Regions from separate parts of the Capra hircus genome. Here region 2 is linked to region 1. The links are chromatin contacts, called in public Hi-C maps. All regions are on one chromosome and are shown on one strand. Each heading gives the region's core, a stretch centred on a gene start, on an enhancer-like site or on the middle of the called end of the contact. The rest is flanking DNA. Distances are from core to core; before and after follow the strand shown. Region 1 overlaps KCNIP3 (calsenilin). Region 2 holds the start of ADRA2B (alpha-2B adrenergic receptor).

What was found. Hi-C and Micro-C count contacts between places; a contact is called where the count stands out from the background.
Region 2: a Hi-C map of liver shows a contact between it and region 1, with 2.5 times the contacts expected there. The contact joins the promoter of ADRA2B here to the enhancer-like site in region 1.

Annotation. Positions count from the first base shown.
Region 1 is chr11:2,076,658-2,081,938 of ARS1.2, forward strand. KCNIP3 (calsenilin) reads left to right here. Exons shown (of 9, transcript XM_018054834.1): 6 at 1,382-1,489; 7 at 2,192-2,296; 8 at 2,944-3,006; 9 at 3,577-5,281. The coding sequence ends at 3,624. Among named protein-coding and RNA genes, the nearest start is that of GPAT2, 38 kb to the right of the region's middle. Within about 2 kb of position 2,609, at least 1 of the 5 cell types and tissues checked has an H3K27ac peak or open chromatin away from gene starts, as enhancers often do.
Region 2 is chr11:2,188,270-2,193,550 of ARS1.2, forward strand. It overlaps ADRA2B (alpha-2B adrenergic receptor), which reads right to left and starts at 2,306. Exons shown (of 2, transcript XM_018054838.1): 1 at 527-2,306; 2 at 1-34. The coding sequence starts at 1,866. The coding sequence ends at 34.

The sequences.
Region 1 (5,281 bases), core at 1,359-3,858:
CCTGAGCCACCAGGGAAACCATTCTTATTGTAAGGATGCCAGATTTCTAACCCCTGAATCAAATGGTTCCTGCGATTTTTTTTTTTTTTTTTTTTGGTCCTGGAATACTTTTTGTTTCTTCAAAACTGCTTATCTTAGTTTTCCTTAGTCTGTCTTTCTCAAGATACAGGCTTCCTCTGATCCAGAAAATCAAAAGTTTGAATGAGGTCCTGTTGGTCCAGTGGTTAGGGCTTGACACTTCACTGCTAGGGCCCAGATGTGACCCCTGGTTGGGGAAATTAAGATCCCACAAGGCACGTGGTGCAGCCAAAGATGAACATTAAACTTTGGGTGGGGACCAAGCCCCTTGGAGGAGGGCCCTGTCCCTTCACAGCCTGCTGTCCCCCACTTCTCACCTTCCAGACAGCCCCTCGCAGCTCCCCTTCTTTCAGAGCAGCCTGGGAGACCCCGTGGGGCAGGAAGGGCTTTATCTTCGAACCTTCTGGAAGTGACAGGAAAGAACTGCTTTCCACCAAATGTTCTAACAAAACAGTTGTTTTCACACAAAAGCTGTTTGAACGTTCATACCTTGTCACGTTAATCATAATCTGCCCCGTCTCAGATGTGACTGCACACAGGTGCAGCAGAGCCCCAGAGCTGTTGGTTTCGTCTTTAAGGAGTGGTTTTTAAGCACTTGACTTCCCTGGTGGCTCAGACGGTAAAGCATCTGTCTACAGTGTGGGAGACCTGGGTTCGATCCCTGGGTCGGGAAGATCCCTGGAGAAGGAAATGGCAACCCTAGAAAATCCCATGGACAGAGGAACTTGGTGTCCATGGGGACGCAGAGAGTCGGACACAACTGAGCGACTTCACTTTCACTTTTAAGCACTCTGGCATGCAGGCACTTGATAAAGTGGACAGCGCACACTCTTCACGGAAGGAGCACCCTCAGGCCTTCGCTGTCAGCGGCAATGCATCGGATGGGTCTTATGCACCAAACGTTTAGGAAGTCCCTGGTGCCCCAGTGGTTAGAACTCCACGCCTTCAGTGCCGCGGGCCTGAGTTTGATACCTGGGCAGGGAACTGAGACCTCAAAGCTTCGCAAAAAAAAACCAAAAAACAAAAAAGTCATACATTTGAATGTCTTTTCTTTGAGACGATCAACACCAGCCACCATGCCATCCCCACCACACAGATGCACGCGTGCACGCACACACACACACACACACACACACACACACACACGCACGCACGCACATTGTATTCACCTGAGGGGCACCATCCGCCCGGTCTGTGACGGAGGCGCCTCACCTATACAGATGTGCACTTCAGTGGAAGCCACATGGCAAACTGGAACTAGATTCTGGGGCCTAGGCTGTCACCCCCCCACCTTTCTCCACAGGACTTTGTGGTTGGTCTCTCCATCCTGCTGCGAGGGACAGTCCATGAGAAGCTCAAGTGGGCCTTTAACCTCTACGACATTAACAAGGATGGCTACATCACCAAAGAGGTACGCGGCTTCCGGGGAGCTGAGGGTAGCCTGTCTGCCCGCTCCGCTGCTGCACACCCCCAGCCTCTTTCCTCCTCTCTCTCACTGCCCTCGTTTCCCGTTTCCCCTCCCTGTCCAAAGACAGAGCGCCCAGCCTGCCCTCGGAGGGGACAGTGGCCAGGAACTCTTCTGCCAGGCTCTCGGTCTGGATACCTGGGTGTGCGGAGCGTGGAGCTTGTGTGCCCCTCACCACACGTCTCCGTCCCCGTCAACAAGGTCCCCGATCGCCGTTTCTTACGACGAGGTCATGTGGGAGACCCGAGTGGAGAAGCTGGAGGCAGGGGTGGGGGAGCTGGCCTTGGTTCCCAGCAATCGAGGGAGGGCAGTGTGGTCCCGTAAGGTAGGGTGTCAACGGGCCCCCAGTCCAGTTTTGTTTGGCCCAAACACTCTTGTGTGTGTAAGAAATTGTTCATATACCAAAAAAAAGAAGTATTCCGTATACCAGAGTGTTTGGCTGGAACACTCTTTGTACATGGAGTAGTTGCTTTTCATATAGTGTCAGGTTCTAGAGTTTGCACATGAAAACCTATCTGCAGATGCCCTCGTGCTGGGTGGACTGGATGGGGCTGAGTCTCTCTCTCTGGCCCGTGCAGCCCCGCCCGCTCACCCACCTGGCAGCCAGGCTCATGCCAGCCCCTCCGCCTTCCCCTCACCCCCCCGCAGGAGATGCTGGCCATCATGAAGTCCATCTATGACATGATGGGCCGCCACACCTACCCTATTCTGCGAGAGGACGCACCCCTGGAGCACGTGGAGAGGTTCTTCCAGGTGAGCTCGCGGGGAGGGGCCGCCAGAAGAGGAGGGAGGGCCTTCCGCCCTCAGGGCCCCCTCTGTGTGCCTTCCTACTCCCGCGGGAGGTGCAACTGCCCTCCCCCATCCGGCTGGCTGAACGAATTAAAGCCATCCCTGTGCCCCCCACCTGCTGACCCTCATCTCAGAGCAGTCGGGCTCCTGGATTCTGAGTCAGCCGACACCCCCGGCCAGAGCTTCTCCTGCCCGCTGCCGCCCCGTCTCCACCAGGGACTTCTCTCCGAGGAGAGGGGGTCGGGGTCACCGCTCTGTGTCCATGGGGCCCAGGGGGACTGAGGCTGCATCTCCCGCTTGCTGAGGGCCCTCAGCCGCTCCACCTCCCCAGCTGCCTGTCAGGGAGGTGAGGGGGTCCATGAGCACAGGGGTCCCTGCTGGGAGGTGGCTGAGGTTGGGGGCGGACTGGGGAGACAGCAGAGTGGTTGACAGTGTGGTGGAGGTGGCTGGAAAGGGCGCTTATGTGGCCTGGATCCCAGGGAGGGGGCCGAGGGGACGGGCTGGGGTGGAGGGCGCACGCCCACCCGCCCGCCCACCATCGCTCCTCAGGCCTGGGGCAGGGGCAGCCCCAGCGGGACACAGCCTCACTGAGGGCATGGCTTGAGTTGCAGAAAATGGACCGGAATCAGGATGGGGTGGTGACCATTGACGAGTTCCTGGAGACCTGTCAGAAGGTAGGCAGCATCAAGGCTCGGAACCCCTGCGTCCCGGCCCTGCCAGTCCCCTCCTCAGCGCAGACTTCCGACATCCACTTGCACTGTTTCACCGGCGCTCACTGCTGCCCCGCCCGCTCCTGCCAGCCCACAGCCTAGCCAGGCCACGTCCTGCAGCTCTGCCCTCAGTGGACCCATCAGAGGGGATGGACCCGGGGCCCTGAGGACTGGGTCACACTGTGGGAAGGAGCCTGGAGTCCCCCCACCCTGGCATTGCAGCTGACTGTCTTCTGCAGAGCGCTTTCAGCGGGGAGGACGCTGGGCCTCCACCTGCCTCCCTCCCCTCGGCTGCCCTGGCTACATCTGGGTGGGCGGCAGTTGTCTATCAGTGGGTTATCAGCTCCCAGACGGACTGGCCGTCAGACCCTGGAGCTGGACACAGGCTCTGTGTCACCGGCTCCTCCTTCGTCCAATGAGACGGGAAGAGTCCCTGGAGGGCCACAGGTCCCTAATGAGACCGCGAGCACAGTGAGGCTGGAGATGGGCCCCGCCCAGGGCTGACCAGGCCTCTCGTCCTCTCTCTCCACGCAGGACGAGAACATCATGAGCTCCATGCAGCTGTTCGAGAACGTCATCTAGGACTTGTGCGTGGGGAAGGTGGGGGAATCCCTGAGTGGCTATCACCACCTCTTCCCCCAAAGAAACCTCAGTCCTGCCAGGAGCAACCTCCATGAAAAACTTTTTTCTAATATATTTGCACAAAGTGAATAGTTTGCTCCACACACACACACAAACACCCTCCCCGCCCCCCCAACACACACACCCTTCATCTGGGCTGGCAGGTGGAGGGACAGAGATGAGAGAGGGGCTAGGTCTGGCTGGGAGCTGAGTCCAGGGGACAAGAGCCGCACAGCTCCCAGCACCCCCCTCCCAGGCCTCTTGGGTCGACAGCTGAAAGAGAGGCATCTTCAGGCCTCTGGCTGCTGGCTCCTCTACAGATGAGGGTCCAGCCTGCAAAGCTAAGGCCCCAGCCCTGCGAGCCCACTTGCCCGCCCCTCCCTTCCGCCACCCTTCTTTCCCACTACACTCACATGTCAGGCCCTGGGGGCTGTTCCGACCTGCTTGTCCCAGCCACTCCCTGCCCACCGACGACCCTTCCAGAATGGCCCTCAGCTCAGGACCCCAGAAGGGCAGCGCAGGGTCAAGGGATTTCAGACCAGGAAAGAGGCGGCACTTAGACAGAGCCTGCTGCTTCCTGGAAGTGCTTCCCTGGGTGTCAGGACACCCGCCGTCCGCTGAGCTGGTGTGAGCCCCAGTGGGGATGCACCAGTGGGCACTGTTCTCCACCCAGTAAGGGGGCTTGCCAGTCTGGGGACTGGGGTTCTTGGTGGGAATCTGACGGGACCTCTCTGCCAACGCCGCCTCCCTCACTCCAGCTGGCTCAGTGAGGGCGCAGCAGGAGGAGCTGCCCACAGCCCTCAGGCACCCAGGTCATCATTCAGGGTTCCTGAGAAGAGGTCCCAGGGCTCAGGGCCTGGCAGCCAGGGAGCCCGGGGGGCCAAGCAGACCTGGGAAGGGGCTTCTCTCTCCTGTTGGCCCCCATCTCCTTTGCCCACGTCAGCTTGGATGAGCTCCCCTCTTCGTGGTTAGGGTCCTGGAGCCATGTGGCTGCCCCTTCACACACAGGCTCACCCCAACCCCATGTGCAAAGCACAAGTGCCCCCAGAAGCTCAGGCTGCAGCCCACGAGGGGAGCCTGAGACTCTGCTTTTCAAGGCAAGGCCCTCCTGGTGGGCTGAGGCTTGGGCCCCACCAGCCCACATCAGGAGGCCCCTGGGGTTCTGTGGGGAGTCGGTTCTGTGCCTCCGAGCAGTGTGTGTGTGGTGGGGGTGGCTTGAGGCCCCACCCCCGACCCCGGACTCCCCGAGGCAGCCCAGCTCACCAACATTCAAAAGCACAAACCCCAGGGATTCTGCTTGGCCGGGTACTGCCCTGAGGACGGAGGCAGACGCCCGCCGGAGCCCAGCGCCGCTAGGGGGCGCGGGGCCCAGGGGCAGGTCACCAGAAGCCGACGGGAGCAGGAGCGGGGCTGCTCCCCCTGGCCCAGGCCGCCCCGGAGGGGCGCAGCCTCAGGCAGCATGGCCAGTCCCAGGAACATTCCCGGTCATACATTCCATCGGCTGCCGCCCCCGGTCTCTGCCCGGGCCTGGCCTGAAGATGAGCGGGGACGGGGCAGCCGAGACCGTGGAGATGGGCTGGCTCGGCCGCGGGGACCCCTGGGCACCACACATGGGCGG
Region 2 (5,281 bases), core at 1,056-3,555, 110 kb after region 1:
TGGAAAAAGTGGAAGGCTGGCTTCCTGCTGTTTTCTAGGGGAAGAAGAGAAAGAAAGAAAACACCGCAAGTGGTCAACCAGAAGACACGGGATTCTCAGGGGAGGGAAGCCCACCAGTGGTTGGCAGGGGTTTGTGGTTCTGGGAGGGGAGCCCAGAACATTCAGCTACGTTCAAGATGGGCCAAGCCTCGTCCATCTGCCCTTGCATAGGCAGTGGGTGGAGAAGATGGCCCCCCACAGCCAAGCCAGCAAGTGTGTGTGAGTGTGTGTGTGTGTGTGTGTGTGTGTGTGTGTATGGGTTAGTTGCTCAGTCATGTCCAACTCTTCGTGACCCCATGGACTGTAGCCCGCAAGGGGAGCCTTCAAATAGACCCCCTGACCCTCCCAGGGAGTCCCCAGGATGAGGCTTCAGGACCCGGAAGGGACCAGAAAGCCCAGGGAGGTGGCCACCTAAAACAGGGTGAAGCAGGGTGACCCTGGCACCACCGGGCACCACCCCACACGGGCAGCAGGCTGGCGGGCTCACCAGGCCGTCTGGGTCCACTGGCGGCACAGGATCCTCCGGAAGGCACGGCGAAAGTCCTGGTTGAAGATGGTGTAGATGACGGGGTTCAGCGAGCTATTGCAGTAGCCGATCCAAAAGAAGAACTGGAAGAGGCCGTGGGGCACCTTGCAGTGCAGCGGGCAGATGGCACCCAGGCTGTAGCTGAAGAAGAACGGGAACCAGCAGAGCACGAAGACGCCGATGACCACGGCCAGCACGAAGGTGAACCTCTTCTCCCGGCTCAGCTGCGTCCGCCGCCGCCACCACTGTGCCCCCGCAGCGCCTGTGCCCCTGCCCAGGAGCACCTGGCCACGCAGGGTTGCCAGCACCCGCAAACCCTGCGGCTGCTGCAGGGGTGGGCTGCAAGCTGAGGCAGGAGGCGCCGGCAAGGCCTGCGGCTCACAGCCCTCTTCTCCCTCCTCTTCTGCCTCCTCCTCCGGAGATGAACCGCAAACCCCTTCCTTCTGACCCTGCCCTGACTTCGGGATGGCAGGCCAGCTGGGTGGCAAGGCAGGAGTGCCAGGGGCTTCAGGGGTCTGCCCCTCCCCCTTCTCCGCTGGGTGAGGTTGGGAGCATCCGTTGGCCTCTCCAGGGGTGGCCAGTTGAGAGGCCAAGGTTGGCAGTTTGGCTGAGTCTGAAACTTCCCCGGGGACAGGGTGTGGCTGCTTAGACTCCCTCCCCCCAGGCCCCCCTTTGGCCCTGGGGCCTCTGCAGTGGCTGCGCTTGGCGATCAGGTAGATTCGCAGGTAGACCAGGATCATGATGAGGCAGGGTGCAAAGAAAGATCCGATGCTGGAGGCCAGAATGTACCAGGCCTCCTGGTTGAGCTTGCACTGAGGGCGGGCCAGGGGCTGAGGACCCTGGTCGCCCTTGTAGATGAGGGGTGGCAGCGAGATGACCGCTGCGATGAGCCACACGATGAGGATGATGAACTTGATGCGGCGCGGGGTGCGCTTGGAGTTGTACTCCAGGGCCCGGCTCACCGCCCAGTAGCGGTCCAGGCTGATGGCACACAGGTGCACGATGGAGGAAGTGCAGAAGAGCACGTCGAGCGCCAGGTACACCTCGCACCAGGTGCGCCAGAAGTACCAGTAGCCCAGCAGCTCGTTGGCCAGCGAGAAAGGGATGATGAGCGTGGCTACCAGGATGTCGGCGGCGGCCAGCGACACTAGGAACAGGTTCTGCGGGGCGCGCAGCGAGCGGCTGGTCAGCACAGCCAAGATGACCAGCGCGTTGCCGAAGATGGTGAAGAGGATGAGGAAGGTGATGACCGCCGCGATGGCCGCAGTGGCCTGCACCGAGTAGGGCTCCTGGTGGTCCATGGCGGGGCCGGACGCGGCCAGAGCGGGCGCTGCTCGCCCCAGCGCGCGCACAGCCGGCGACGGCGCTGTCCCACCCAGGTCGGCTGGACGAGGGGGTCGCCCCCCTGGCGGTGCTAAGGGCGCTGGAGCCCCATGGCCAGGCCGAAAGGGGTCGGGGGACGCCCCGGGGCCGGCCGCGGCCCTCCTACATCCTGGTGTACCGGCGCCCGGCGCCCCTGCCGTCCGCCCCAGAGAAGTTTACCAAGTTGTCCCTCTGAGGTCCCCGCCCCGCCGGCAACCAGGGGAAAGTTGCGCCCTGACGCGGGGAGGCTGCTGGACTCACGCTGGGGCGCGGGGCCCGGCCGGCCGGGCAGGGGGTGCGCAGCCGGTTCGGAGGAGGCGCGGAGGCAGACCCGCTCCCGGAGCTCCCGTCACCCGGAGCCGCGCCTGCAGGCAGCACGCCGCGGCCGGGGAGTAGGGAGGAGAGCAAGCGCGGCTGGAGGAGGGAGGAGACTGGAGGCGGGAGCGGGAGGAGGCAGGGAGGCGGGGCGGGCGGGGCGGCGGGCGGGACCCAGGGCGGGTGGAAGGTGCGCCTCGCTGGGGGGCGCGCGGGCCGCAGCCTCCCCGCGCCCCCGGCCTCCGCTCTGGCGCCCCTGCCCTTTTCCTCCCAGCCTCCACTCTGCGGCAGGTCAGAGAGGCCCGGCGTCTGGGATCTTCCGGACCGAGGGAAGGATGCCGGCAGAAGTGGAAGGGTCGGTGCACCAAAGGAGCCGGGACGCGGCGCTGGAGGGTCCGCGGGCGCCAGGCGGGATGTGTCTCCTGCGGATTGCGCGGCTAGGGCCGAGCCCTCGGGTCTGGGGGGTGGCCGCAGGCAGATCTCTCCTCCCCGCCGCCCAAGAGCCTCAAGGAGAGGGTGGGTGGCTGTGTCGGGGCTCTGGCGCATCATAAACCACACGCGCTCCCCGGAGCCCGAGGGGCCAGAAGCCGAGCGGAGGGCATGAGGCGAGAGGGCAGACCCTTCCCCAAATGCTTTCCCGCCGCGACTGGACTCCGTCGGGCCTGCGGACCTCGAGGAGGCGCGCGTGACAAGGTAGCGAGCGCCCCCTGCCGCCGCCCGCCTGCGAGCTTGTCCTCGGCCACCGAGGACCCGAACGGGGTCGCTGAGAAGGCTCCCAAGCCTGGGGTCAAGCAAGTGCTCAGAGCCTGGGATTGCCGACTTCAGCTTTCCTGTTTCTCCTGCACATGCCTCAGTTTCCCCTATTAAGGGCAAAGAGGTAAGAAAAAACTGGCCTCGAAATCAAGTCTCGGCAACACCTGAGACTCAGGCGGGGGAAGAGGGTTGAGGGGCGGGTGGTGTCGGGCAGTTGCAATCTCCGACCTCCTGACCAGCAGGAAGAGGATGTCGCCTGGTGCAGAGTGAGAAGATCTAGTCAAAGGCGGGGTCTTTTGACACAATCTCTCAGACAGTAGAGAATCTGCCTGCAATGCAGAAGACCCAAGATTCCATCTCGGGGTCAGGAAGATCCCCTGGAGGAGGGCATGGCAACCCACTCCAGTGTTCTTGCATGGAGAATTCTATGGACAGAGGAATTGGTGGGCTACAGTCCATGAGGTTGCAAAGAATCAGACATGACTGAGCAAGTAACTTTCGTTTCAGAGAATATGTAGGTTCCAGGGGCAACTTGCAAGGAAAGAGCTGTGCAGTGACCCTCTCCCTGCTCCAGTCTTGCTGATGGCGCCCGCCCCATGCATGCTGCACACCCCTCTTGAAGTGGCCCTGGAAAGTACAGCTGAAGTAAGAAGAAACTTCCAGTTAACCACACACTCAGTCCTGTCTGACTCTGTGACCCCATGGGCTGTAGCCTGCCAGGCTCCTCTGTCCATGGGATTTCCCAGGCAAGACTGGAATGGATTGCCATTCCCTTCTCCAGAGGATCTTCCCGACCCAGGGATCAAACACAGGTCTCCTGCATTGCAGGCAGATTCTTCACCATCTGAGCCACCAGGGAAGCCCAATTAAGCGCATACCCCACCCTGACTGCCTTCTGGCCTCAAAGTGCTTCAGAGGACAAGGGCTCCCCATGCACCCTCCTCCTACCCACACTCCCTGTGGCCACTGCAGTGCCGGCCTGGGGAGCTTCAAGGGCATTTTTTCACTGTTTGCAGAGCCTTTAATGCTATAACCCCGGCCTAGACCCAGCCCTCATATTTCTAGCCCATAGCTGTACACGGCATCCTCCCCTATAAATAAGCATCAATCTGCTTCTGAAAGTAGGGCTCCTCCGACGGACATGGCCTTGATCCAGCATGCCTGCTCCATCTTGATGGGAGCAGGGAGTGTGGCCTCAAGGTGCCCACAGTGTCTCACCCCCAGCCAGGCCTCCAACAGAGGGCAAGACTGAGGGGGCTCGCCCTTGATCCTGGGCTCTCCCTGCCTCCGCCAGCCCCTCTGTTAGATGTGAGTGCCCACAGCCTGGTGGGGAAGGTGCTGCCTAGGCTCAGTTAGAGAGGCAGCCAGCCTCCCTGGTCCCCTCCAAAGTCAGGTGTCGTGAATGCATTCTTCCACTTGCTGGGCTTCCACGCCAGGGTCGCCAGGGATGGGGAGGAGTCATCAGACCCTTCGCTGAGGACGGGCAGGCAGGTGGCCACTGGAGCCTGGGAATCAGCCACTTGAGCACATCCTGCCTGTCCCCGTGGTACCCTGCCCCATGCTCTCTGTCTCACGGCAGGGAATCTGGGCACTCTGGTGGCCCAAATAGGCTTCGGGAAGGACTACTTCTCATCCTCTCCAACCACTGTCAGGCTGGGGGGCCAGCAGGTATCTCCCCAGACACTGCAACTCACAGCAGCCTTTTGTCTGCTGGCCTGTTTTCCTTGAAAGGCCAGGCCTCCAGGGCTCTGCAGAGCTGAGGCCAGGGCTCCTCAATCCCACCCTGCCCCGCCCTCCCCATGCTGATTCTCAGCAGGGCCTTCCCTGTAGAGGCAGCTCACATCCACCTATTCCTGGGCCCTGCTGGGTACCACCCTTGGGTGAGGACAGCCAGAAAGAACCCACAGGAACCCACGAGGTTCAGCCAACACCCAGGCTCTGCGTCACCCACTGCCATCCCCCAGCCCCACCCAGCCCCAAGACCAGTGGCTTGCTCTCGGGGCAGTAGGGGCTGTTACATAATTCAGCTCCCCACTGCTCTCTGCCATCTCCTTCTCCCCCCCCACACCCCTTCCCCAGCTGCCTGCTCTGCCGAGCCCTTTGTGAATCAGAGCCTCAGGCCGCAGTAGGGCTTCCTCCAGCCCTTCCCAAACTAGCTCTGACCTACCAGTATCCTGCTTCACCAGGGCTGGCAGAGCTGTCCCAGACCTGCAGCCAGCCAGCAGCAGCTGCTGCCGTTACTCCCAGCCACATGTGAGGGGGAGGCGGAGGCAGTGACAGGCTCTG